2 separate regions of the Pelodiscus sinensis genome follow, and region 2 is linked to region 1. A link is a contact called in public Hi-C data. All regions are on one chromosome and are shown on one strand. The core of a region is the stretch at or near the end of the contact, and the rest is flanking DNA. Distances in the headings are between cores, read along the strand shown. Region 1 holds the start of PIR (pirin). Region 2 holds the start of PIGA (phosphatidylinositol glycan anchor biosynthesis class A).

Region 1 (6,427 bases), core at 2,026-4,525:
TAGAACTGAGGATGAGGCATTTGATGTTCAGGAGGGGGTTCCAGTCTGGGGCCAAGGGGTTTGGAATGCAGGAGTGGACTCAGGGCAGGAGGCTGAGGTGGAGGTGTGAGGTCTGAGTGAGAACTAGGATGTTGGATGGGGCTCCAGGCAGGAGGTGAGGGTGTGGAGTTTAGCAGGGAGGGTGCTTAGGGTTGAAGCAGGAGTTAGGGTGCTTACCTGGGGTAGCTTCTGTTTGCTGTGGGGGCGGGACACAGGTGGCTCCATGCTACCCTGTGCTCCACCCCCATGGCTCCCATTGGTCATGATTCTGTTAATGGGAGCTATGGGTGTGGAGCCGCCAGTGAGGGCAGTGCAGGAACAGAGTTTTCTGGCACTTATGGTGACATGGCTCCTGCCCAGGGGAGGGAGGAATGGCAGCGCAGGGAGCCACCTCCTCCTTTCACCTGCCAGTTCAGGGCTAACTCAGAACACAGGGGCTTTAGTGGCTACACCCCAGGGCTCCAAAGTAAGTGGACCCCCTTTAGTCCAGGGCTGCTTCCCCTAAAGTGTCTGTCTTAATTTGGCCCTGATCTCAACTGTTGTATCACCACACAAGGATAAAGAGGTAGGCTATAGGATAGTACATATCCAAACCATACAGAACTTTACTGAGAACCACCAAAGCCAACACCATGAATTGTACTCAGAGGCAAACCTGAATCAAGTGTGAGCTCTGGAAAGCAGAGCACAAAAATAACATGCTACCTACATAAAGATACTTTCGGAAAAAGGCCTGTGTGGACATTGAAGAGGGAGTTTTTTCGAAAGAAGAGGAAAGAGGAAAAAGCACAGGTGCCCTGATGGCCATTCCGTCCACAGTAATCACAGCTTAAATGCGAGATCGCATCCATTCAATGTGGACACTATCTTTTGAAAAAGCAGATCAGTTTTTTGATGCGCTTTGGCGGTGTGAGCGTTCTCTTTCGGAAGAAGTTTTTTCAGAAGATCTCTTCGGGAAAAGCTTCTTCCGAAAGAAGCCTGCAGCCTGCAGCCATAATTTTTAGTGTTCATCTAATGTTCATTGTACCAATCCAGCACTGAACCTAAGACACAGATAACTGATAACTCTATATGTGAAAGAGAAGGTCACTATTTCCAAGACAAATAGTGGCACAACTGCCACTCAATTATTTAATACCAGACATGGTCTCCAACAGGACCCCTACTTTTCTTCTTATACTGACAAGAGCATGAAAATCTCTAGCTTAAAATGTAAAGGAGGCAGGTATCAAGGCTCCTGTTTTCTCTAGAGATCTTCACAGCATCAATTCCATCATCTGTGGTTGAGCATCAACAGTGGCCCCTTATCCAAATCCCAAAATCACATCACAGCCAGAGTATCAGGAAAGCCCTGACACAGGACTGGGGGACCTACCATTCATTGATGGTGTTATTTCTTCCTGCTGCTGTAGGAGGCTAATGCATTATGGATGGGCTTTGTTTTTCGTATATCCACCAACCAACATTTCAATCAGGTAATGCTCATCATTCAGCATCACATCAAATCTCTTTGGGTGGAGAGGGAAGTGTAGAGCATACCTCAGGCCGGCCAATGCTCCTCCGAACACGTGCCCCAACCCCTTCCGCCTGCTCAATGCTGAGTACAGTTTTGATAACTTTCCTCAGAGTTGTCATCCTTCCTTCAGAAAGAAGATGCAGTTTCCAAGACTTCAAAAATCTGCACAGGGAATAAATAAGATTTTTAAATGTTGTCTCTTGGGAAATAAAAAAATCAAAAGCACACCCTCCCCCGCCCACACACACATACACCCCACACAAGCTCACAAAGCCCAAAACATTAACTGCAAATGAAGATATAAATACTATGAGTTTTGGTTTTACTTTAAATCTGCAAACAACCAGCACGTTGCCAGTAGCAAAAACCAAAACAATAGAAGGGGTTTCCATTTACTTAAGCAAAAGAGTTCGTTTTTTCCATCAAAGGAAAGTTGTACCTCAGGTACCCTATGAACTACCCCACAGCAGAGTACCTTGCTGCTCCCTATTTGTGCGGGATCTCAATGCCTGCAAACCACCGGTTGCTTTTCATTTAACTCCCTCTGTTCTGCACTTCACAGTAACTAACTCAGCATGAGTCAGCACAAAGCATCCCGTCTCCTAGCAAATAAAATGGGCGAGTCACATATTTGGAGGGGGGGGGGGCAGCTTGGGGTAGGGCAGTGTCAGGGAAGTATGCTACAGTCAGTCAGGCTTTACCATGCTAATACTTGTGTGGTATGATTCCCCCAGTGTGCACACAATCGCACAGGCTTATTGTGGCACTCAGCGCTAGTCACAAACACGCAACTAGACTCAGGGATCAATGGACGCAGTGACAGCAGCACACGCAGAATCGCACGCTCACAAATGACACAATCAGAGCCCGCGGTCACACACACACACACACACACACACAGACGACACGATCAGACACGTGTTCTGAGCCACACACACACACACACACACACTGAAATAATGCAATCACAAATACACACACACACACACGACACGATCAGACACGTGTTCTGAGCCACACACACACACACACTGAAATAATGCAATCACAAATACCCACACACACACACACACACACACACACTGAAATAATGCAATCACAAATACACACACACACACACACGACACGATCAGACACGTGTTCTGAGCCACACACACACACACTGAAATAATGCAATCACAAATACCCACACACACACACACACACACACACACACTGAAATAATGCAATCACAAATACCCACACACACACACACACACACACACACTGAAATAATGCAATCACAAATACCCACACACACACACACACACACACACTGAAATAATGCAATCACAAATACCCACACACACACACACACACACACTGAAATAATGCAATCACAAATACACACACACACACACACACACACACACGACACGATCAGACACGTGTTCTGAGCCACACACACACACACTGAAATAATGCAATCACAAATACCCACACACACACACACACACACACACACTGAAATAATGCAATCACAAATACACACACACACACACACACACACACACACACACACACACACACTGAAATAATGCAATCACAAATACACACACACACACACACACACGAGGCAATCCCAGATTTCGCACGCGCTGTGCGATTTTTCGCGCTGCCCACCGGAGAGGGGCTCCCTTGACGCCCCCGAGCTAGTGCTCCGCCTCCCCCTCCCCGCTCCAGAAAGGGGCGGGGCGTGAACGCAGTTGCCTATTGGCTGAAGGGGGCGGGGCCGAGCCGCCGGGGGCTGGGTGGGAGCTGTGACCTATTCGGCGCCTATTTGGCTCCTACTCCTGTGAGTTCGGGGCCGAGCCCCGGTGTGTCCCGGGAAGCCGCAGCACCCGGGCAGAGGCTGGGGGGCTGGTGTCCTAGCCCGGGCCGCTCCCTCTGCTTCTCTGAAGGAGCAGGGGGAGCAAATGCAAATCTCGCCGTGACGCCCTGCACCAAGGCCAGCCAGAGGGAGGCGGCAGGGAACCTGGCGCTGCGACTGCCCCCCAGGCCCTGCGTGCTAGTGCGATAGGTGGCGTGTGTGTCCCACGGGCGGCTGCTAAGGCGCCGCCTCTTTGAAAACTCGTAATTGGCTGGTCACTGTTGCAATGGTAAAAAATGTGTGTTGGGAACATTGTAACGTCGTAAGGGCCCCCAGGTGATGTTATTTTTTCTCAAAGCTCAGAGCTGGGACCTTATGAAAGTCAGGGTTCATTTTGGTCAATTTCGTGGTCACAAGGGTGGTTTTTTAAATCATAAATGTCATGGTCTGGGATTTCTAAATCTGCACTATCATGGTGTTGTAACCTTAGGGGTGCTGGCCCCAAAGGGTAGTGTGCGGCGGGAGGGGGAGGGAGGGAGCTCCAAAACTGTGGTAGGGAGGGCATGACATGGGCACGTGTAGTTCTGCGTCGTTGCTGGAGGCAGTGTTGCCTTTAGAGCTGGACAGCCAAAGAGCGCACCAGCAGCAGCATAAAAGTGAGGGTCACATTCCATGGAATATGTGTGTGGGTGGGGGGCAATCCTTTTTAGAGAAAAAATGCATGTGTTCCATAATTTGCATTTCACCACTTAATAGGATCATCAAGCTGGAAGGGAAAACAAAGGGGGAATAAACACCCCTAGTCTCTTTCTCTGTGTTTAGTTGATTGACTGTGCCTGAAGTGAACAAACTAGTTTGGTCATTGAACTCTGCAGGAGGGGTCCTGCCTGAGGAATTGGTCAGTAATCTGTTAGAATGTGGTAGAAATTTTGTTTGAATCAAATATAGTTTGTTAAATTAGGTACTAGTAAGCATCTTTATTCCTGCAACTATTCCTGATTTTTATTCCTCATTGCTTGCACTCACTTAAAATCTATTTTTCATAGTTAATAAATTTAATTTATTGTTTTATCTAATCCAGAGCGTTTAAAATGAAGTTTCTGAATAACTTTTCAAGTTGGCATGTTTTCCCTCAAAGATATAATTGGAATATTTATGTTGTCTAGGGGTACTAGCGTTATTTTGAAATAACTTAGTCCATATCTACACAACAAGCAGTTATTTTGAAATAATGTCAAAATACTGCAAGCTAGAGGACTTCTTACTCCGACTCCCGTAACCCTCATTGTATGAGGAGTAAGGGAAGTCGGAGGAAGAGTGCTCTATTTCAAAATAAGTGCTGTGTAGACACTCCCAGTTTCGAAATAAGCTATTTCAAAATAAGCTACTCAATTGACGTACCTCAATTTGTGTAGCTTATTTCAAGAGGATTGGGTAATACAGGACATGCTGCTGTGGAAGAAATCTGGGGCTGAAGGTGTTTTAGAGTCATCGTAATATAACCAGGGCTGATGAGAGCCAGAGTATAACCTATGTGTGGGTGCAATTACATACAGACACTTACGGCACATTTATACCTGGCAGAAGATCAGTGCCCAAAAGGTCAATTTTCTAGCATTAGATTTAGAGGGTCTAATATAGACCCATAAATCGAACGTTGAGGGCAGCCCCCTCTGGCATCTGGTGGTACTCCTTCTGCGAGGGGTAAGGGAAGCCAATGGGAGTGTTTGCCTGTGCCAGTGGGGTCTGGCCTGTACCATGGTATGTCACACAAGCTGAAATCAAAACTGGAAATGTCAGTCTAACTGCATATTTCTGTTCCATACTTGTGTGCTGCTACTGCAAGAGACAACTCAACCAATCCCAAATTCTGAAGTAGAAGCTATTTGTATTCTCAGTTTACTAAGACAGTGTTTTATAACCAATGGGTTATACAGAATATAGGGCATATCAAGTTATTGGAAATTATATCAGGATCTAAAGGAAAACAATGATCACTCCCTTCTCCTTGCGTACCCTTCTCCATCAAGGAGAAGCAGTGTCTGGACATCTCTCCAAAGATGCACAGAGGCCTGATGTACACTAGAAAATGAGGTTGGAATAATTATACTGAGCAAGGGTGTGAAACATCTATGCCCCTGAATGATAAACCAATTTCTTTCCCCCTAGGACACCACAAGGTTGATGGAAGAATTCTGTAGCCATTGCACTGTAGACGAGCCCAAATAAATCACTTATATAGCCTTAGCCTTGTTATTTTTTATGCATTTTTTTTAACTCTTACAGTAAATGTTATGGGAGTGAAACGTAGCAAAAGTTCTGACTTAGAAAAAGGGGTTACCACTATGGAAATTACTTCCCAGAGACAGTGTGGTCTAGTGAACAGAGTTGTGGATGGATAATCAGAAGGTCTGCGTGCTATTCCTGGCTCTGCCAGTGGCCTGCCGGGTGACCTTTGGCAAATCACTTCACCTCTTTGTGCTTAGATAAGAATACCCAACGAAAGTGCTGTAGAACATCTAGGAATTACTAATTTCCATTGAGATCAGTTGGAATTCTACCATTCAAATTGAAGCCAGTAAGGGGCCCATAGTATTTGCCATATTCTTATTTAGTTATTTTACATTAGAGAAAAAGACATAAAAGTAAATATAACATTGTATATAAGAAACAGGTTTCAGGATGTTACGAACCAGTGACAATAAAAACAAGAAAATAACCATTTCAAATAGATACCACATTCTGCTTATGTTCAAACTTTCCTGTTTTTCTTCTTCCTTTTTTCCTATGTCTACTCCAAAATTTTTCAAGTGAAAGGTTATAGCGTGGCAAACAAAAGAAACCAAGAACCCTGGAAAAACACCAAAAAGCCTCTCACTTCACTTATTGGCTAAAAAGAAATAAAGGACAGAGAAGAGGAAAATATGTTTTCAAGAACTGAATTTTATGAATGGAATCTTTGTGTATGGTACCATTCTGTGCCTATATTTGCTACTGACAATGAATTTCTGATGAAGGCAGCA
Region 2 (6,505 bases), core at 1,339-3,838, 140 kb before region 1:
CTAGCTTGAGTTGTTAGAAAGGATGATGATACATATACTCCAAGGGTAGTGTTCTTTTTTGTTTTCATATTAAATAATGTAAGCGTTGCTCCTTTTTAGCTATCACTTGTTTTAATATATTTTCTTCCGCATAGAAAATGTTAGAGGGAACACTGTGCATAGGCCACAAAACTTAACACAGGTACACCTTCATCATGCCCCATAAGTTATTTTTATGAAAGAACATCCTCTAGTCAAAGGGTCCAGATCTCATTTAACAATTGCTGCACTTTCAGTACATGCATGCAGTGTTGTTGAAGCCATGCGAGTATTCGGATATCAGAAGGACAAGGTAGATAAGGTAATATCTTTTACTGGACCAACTCCTGTTGGTAAGACAAGCTTTTGAGCTATACCATAATACCAATGATATACCTGAACACATTGATTATCTTCTCATGCTCTGGACAGAAGTCAAACTTGCTCAAACTGCTACCACAACTTCAACACCCACCACCAATCCATTACACTCTCTCTGGAAATCTCTCACACCAGCACTAACGACCTAGACATCATGATCAGCTTCAACAGTAGAAACCGACAGACAGCTGCGTATAAGAAACCTACAAATCACCACATTTACCTTCACAGATCCTTTAACCACCCCAAGCATAGCCAGAAATCTTATCTACAGCCGGTCACTTGGTTACCACAGAATATGCTTTGAGGAGAAAGTCCAAGATACATACTTTTATACAGTCAAAAATTCCTTCACCAAACACAGACATTTCATCAGGGAAGTAGATCATAACAGTGAATGGGTTGCCTACATGCCCCCAATTTCTGCTTTAATACAGAAAGAAGCCCCTTAAAAACTTCACACCCCTAGTTATGTACCACACAGTGAAACCCATATGGAGATATCAAACAGTTACAACCCATACTCAATGGGTATCCCACCCTGAAAGAAATCTTTTCTGAAACTCCTCTTTTGGCATTCAAACTCCCACAACACTTTCCATAAATCTCTCTGAACTCATCAGAAGACAGCTCCCTATAGATCAGACACACCAAATCAAAACAGCACCAGACCCTGCTAGGGTTGTTAATGGGTAACCAGTTACTGATGATGCTTACAGGGTAATGGGCAACCGGTATCTGGAGAGCAGCCCTCCCAACCACAATGACTCCAGAAGCCGCAGTGGCTCTGCCAGCCCCACACAGGACTACTGCTGCTTCTGGCCTCGTGCAGGCTGGGAGCTAGTAGCCCCACACAAGGCTGGAAGCAGTCCACCCCCATTTAATCCGTTAATTGGTTAAGCTTAACATTTAACCGGTTAACTAATTAAACAGGATTTTACATCCCTAGACCCCACTAGAGATGTCAATGTGTAGTCGACTATGATTAACTGATAAGTCTCATCTTATTGGTTAATTTTGTCAACTACTATCATTACCTCCACCCCTGCTGCATCAGAGGCAACAGGAGGTGTGGGGGGAAGAGGAGAACCAGCTGCTCTGTGCTGATGCCTCTATCAAAGGCAGCAGCTGCGGGGTTGGGCAAGGGGAGAGGAGACTGCTTTGCATCTTCTGGTGCAGTCTCTCTGTTCATGGGGGGGGGGGACTGAGCTCCACAAGGATAGGGGCTACTACCACTCTACACTGCTCCCTGGGAGTGGAACCAGGAGCACAATGGCTGCCAGTGAACACTTTTCACAAAGTGATCACTCTATATCTGACTTACCAGTCCTTGAGCTCAAAAGAAACCTACACAACACCTTCAAAAGATAAGCCTAGACATTTAAATTAATAATTTTACTAGGCACCAAAGAACATTGACCAAATGGGAAACACTGCATGTACGGCTTATTACAACAACCTGATACCCAATAATGCCTCCTTTGTGTCCTAAAGCTACAGGATACTGAGATGCCACTTCTTTGGATGCAGTCCCTTAAAATATAAATAAACTATTTATGCTCAACAATGTATTGACCCTGGTATTTAGCCGTGACCCTCTGAGTGCCTTTCCCAGACCTGAAAAAGAGCCGTGTGCAGCTGGAAAGACTGACTCTGGCACCGACAGAAAATGATCCAACAAAAAAACGTGCCTCATGCACCTGCTCCTACCGCCCTGCCCAGGGCTCGCACGGGGCGGCAAGGCCCAGTTTATTTGCCTCTTTGGAACCCACGAATCACTAACAGAGCGGCCAGGGGCAGCAGGGCACCGGGGAGCGGCCCGTGACCCGCAGGCTGCGCGCGCTGCAGGGTTTGTTGGGGGCTCTTGCAGCCAGCGGGGCCCAGGGGGATTCCCAGCAGCAGCGGCCCCAGCGCAGCCCCCCAGGCCCGGGGCCGCCTCCCAGGACAGGCGCGGGAGCAGGGCCCGGCTGTCGGGGGGGGGGGAGGGGCAGGGGATGTCAGTGGGTGACGCGGGCAGTCCCGGCCCGAAGGGGGGGGGGCGATTAGGGTCACTCACGTACCTGCCACGCGCGGCCGCCGGCTGGGCCCACCCATTTCCCGGCAGGAGAGAACTTCCCGGTTCTGCCCGTCACCTAGACAACCGCCCCGCCCCCTCGCCGCATCCCCGACGCTCCGCCTCCACGCACGGCCGCGCAGCCAACCAACGGAAGGGGCAGCGTCAAGTCACGTGGGGCAGAGCAACCAATCAGACGCAGCAGTTTGGTTGAACGTCAGGACCCTGCTGGGGCGGGGGGGGGAGGGCGTCGCTGACATGCTGAGGGGGCCGAGCCCACCTAGCCCCTTTAACCCTTTCCTTCCCCTAGTTCTGTCTGAGGGCCGCTTACACCCCTAGTGCGAACACAGGCTACCAAGCGCCGGGCCCGCCGTGCGTGTGCGGCTGCGCAGCCTTCCACAGTCCCACGTGGTACAGCAGCGGAGTCCCACCTATGGAACTCTCTGCTGGCCTGTGCTCGTGGGCGTGCAGGCGGGAGCAGGGCGGGCCAGGGCTGGCCCTACATGAAGCGAACTGAGGCCTTAGGTGCCAGAATGGGGGGGAGGGGGGGCACTAGGACCCAGAGTGTAGAAAATTGTGTCTGCTGCTGGTGCATGTGGATTCTCTCTGCTCTAGATGCGGAGCTGGTGGAGTGCTGTGCTGGAGCAGGGAGGGCACCAGAGACCTTTCAAAGTTTTGGCCCAAGTGAGGGGGCCATGAGGGCATCATTTGAGCTCCCTGCTTCGGGTGCCAAAATGTTGTGGGCCAGCTCTGGGGTGTGCTTGGCAGTCAGGTACAGAAGGCATGTGCCTCAAGGTGCCAGTGCTAAAGGGGGGGTCATTATGACTGTGAAAGTATATGCCACATGAGGGGTTGGGGCTGCAGATGCTGTGCTGGGTCACATGAAATGTAAGTCCAGCCCAGGCCAGAAGGGCTGGTTACTATCTGGGGCAGGGGTTCTCTGGACACCTTATTGGTGGCTTCGAAAGAGTGGTGACCTGTAGTTGCTCGTGGCTGCTCCCACACTTTTCCTAAAGTCTTTAATTAATTTCAGAGGGGAAACTCCCTGATGTCGCTCAGGACCAAATTTACATCCCCCCCTCCTCCTGCCGCAATCCCCAACCTGGAATTTTATATCTACTACCTAAGATACACAAACCTGGAAATCCCAGACGATCCATCATCTCAAGCATCGACACACTTACAATAGGATTATCTGGGTATAGTGACTCTTTCTTCAGACCCTATGCTGCCAGCACTCCTAGCTGTCTTCGAGACACCACCGACTTCCTGAAGAAACTACACAAAATCAATTATCTTCCTCAAAACACCATCCTGGCCGCTATGGACATAGAAGCTCTTTCCCCAACATTCCACATGAACACAGATTACAGACTGTCAGGAACACCATCCCCTAAGACAGAACTGCGCACCTAATTACAGAGCTATGTGACTTTTCCTTACCCACACCTACTTCTGATTTGGAGACAATTTGTATCTTCAATCAGTGGCACATTGATGGGCACCCACATGGCACCACAATATGCCAACGTTTTTATGGCTGACCTTGAACAACATTTCCTTAGCTCTCACCCCTTAGCACCTTTACTCTACTTGTGCTACATGGATGACAACTTCAGCATATGGACCCACGGGAAAGAAACCCTTGAAGAATTTCACAGGGATTTCAACAACTTCCACCCTACCATCAACCTCAGCCTGGATCAGTCCACACGAGAGCTCCACTTCCTTGATACTACAGTACAATTCAATCATGGAAAAATTTCCACTGCCCTATAACAGAAACCTACCAACCACTACACATACCTTTATGCCTCTAGCTTTCATCCAAGACACATTTCTCAATCTATTGTATACAGCCAACCCCTAAAATAGAACCGGATATGCTCCAATCCCAAAGATAGAGACCAACACCTACAGGATCTATAGAGAGCATTCATAAAACTGAAATACCTACCCGGAGAACTGAAAAAACAGATCAACGGAGCCAAAAGAGTACCCAGACATGAACTACTTGAAGACAAGCCCAAATGAGAAAGCAATAGAATTACACACGTCATCACCTACAGTGTACAACTTAAACCCCTCCAACACATTATCAAAAATCTACAACATATTCTGGAAAATGAGTCCTCACTCTCAGAGGCCTTGGGCGAAAGGCCAATCCTCGCTTATAGACAACCCCCTAACCTCAAACAAATTCTTTCTAGTAACCAAAAGAATCATCCTGAGGTTAGGTGGTTGTCTGTAGGGTTGTACCAACAACCACAGGACATACCACACTAATACCAATCCTGGAACTTTTCCTTACAACAAACCCCGTTGCCAGCTTTGTCCACATATTTACTCTGCTGACACCATTATTGGACCTAACCAAATCAGTTATAAGATCAAGAACACATATTCCTGCTCATCCAGAAATATAATTTATGTCATCATGTGCTGACAGTGTCCGTCTGCTATGTACATTGGACAAACGTCTCAGACGCTTTGCCAAAGAATCAATGCACACAAAACAGATATCAGACAGTATCACAAAGAAAAAACAGTTTCTTGCCATTTCAACCAGAAAGGACATTGTCTCAACGACTTGATTACCTGCATACTGCTTCAAAGACATTTTAACACTAAACTTGAAAGAGAAACCTCTGAACTGTCATTCATGCTTAAATTTGACACTTTACGCCAGGGTGTTAACAAAGACACTAATTATCTTACCCATTACAAAGATAGCTTCCCCAGTTATCACCTCTAATATCATTAGCGCACAACATTTACCTTCCCCCATCCCCCTTCTGTTCTGAAATTTGATTTGTCCTTTTTATATGTGTTCTCTTTTTTTGACTGTATCCCTTTGGTATATATGGTCATGCCTATTTTCTTCCACAATTTGATCTGAGGAAGTGGGTCTGGCCCATGAAAGCTAATCACCTAATAAACCATCTTGTTAGTCTTTAAAGTGCTACATAGTCCTGTTTTTTGTTTCAGCTAGACTAGACTAACACGGCTACATCTCTATCACTATATACATGTTTTGTTAGTCTTTAAGGTGCTACTAGTCTATTGTTGTTTTTTAAGTGTTTACTTAATTAGTGTTAGGAGGAGAAAAAACAGCTAAATAGGCACACGTCTCTGCTAAATAGTAAGTCTGATTTGAAAAGTGATATTAAGTGATATGAGTATCACTTTTCACAGCAGGCTTACTCAGCCCTAGCAAGCTGGGGACAGATTAAGCCCAGGATTAGGGAGGTAGTGGGGAACTGGAGTCGGAAGTCCCAGGAGTTGGAGCTCAAAAAAATGTCCTGCAAGTTATAGGACTCATAGTAGAATCCCAAGAGATGGCAAAATGGATGTTCATTTCTGATGCCACTAGTCATATACCCTGGAGTAAACTACTACCAAACAGCCCATAGCACCACCATCCAAGGCCAGCATAGATTAAATTTAACCAAACTACTGCATCTTGCCAAATATGCTGACATTTGAAGTCCCTAGGGCTAGTCTGTTCTTATTCAAATATCTATGTGCAGATGACACGGCAAGATGACAGGTTGCAATGCCAATATGCCTCTAACCTGCAGATGTCTATATCCTTCTAACCGAAGACATTAATGGGTCATAAATAGCATAGTTCCTGGCAGGATGAAAACTAGCTGCCTTAAATTCAGGGGAAACTGAAGTAATGCCAATAGAAAGAGGTAATCGTTTTAAGGTTCTGTTCAGCACCAACACCTCATTATAGCTCCAGTATTACGTTAATATGCAGCCTTGGAATCATGCTGATCCTGGAGAATCACTAGCTATCAAGAAAATTCCTAATCTTCTTTAGGTGTCAGCTGGCCACAGGAGTTTATATATCACCTCTGGGAGTATTGCAGTTCTTTCAGTCTCAGCCTGAGAAAATTTACAGTGAAATGACATCTGGCATACAATGCAGCACCCTAAGTGAAATGGGCTGAAGACTGTATATTGTTATGCACTGCAAGCTGCAGCTGACTCCTTGACACTACCAGATCCAAAAGATGCCACTCAGGAATCTGGCACTGAGTCACA

The links. A called contact is a pair of places that touch in the nucleus more often than the background predicts.
Region 2: a contact with region 1 is called in a Hi-C map of blood, with 2.7 times the contacts expected there. The contact joins the promoter of PIGA here to the promoter of PIR in region 1. A contact is called at or near these places in 2 of 5 Hi-C or Micro-C datasets (blood and an unstated tissue).

Annotation. Positions count from the first base shown.
Region 1 is chr1:211,750,197-211,756,623 of ASM4963464v1, reverse strand. It overlaps PIR (pirin), which reads right to left and starts at 3,275. Exons shown (of 10, transcript XM_075914348.1): 1 at 3,218-3,275; 2 at 1,579-1,717. The coding sequence starts at 1,674.
Region 2 is chr1:211,887,747-211,894,251 of ASM4963464v1, reverse strand. PIGA (phosphatidylinositol glycan anchor biosynthesis class A) reads right to left here and starts at 2,588. Exons shown (of 8, transcript XM_075914375.1): 1 at 2,460-2,588.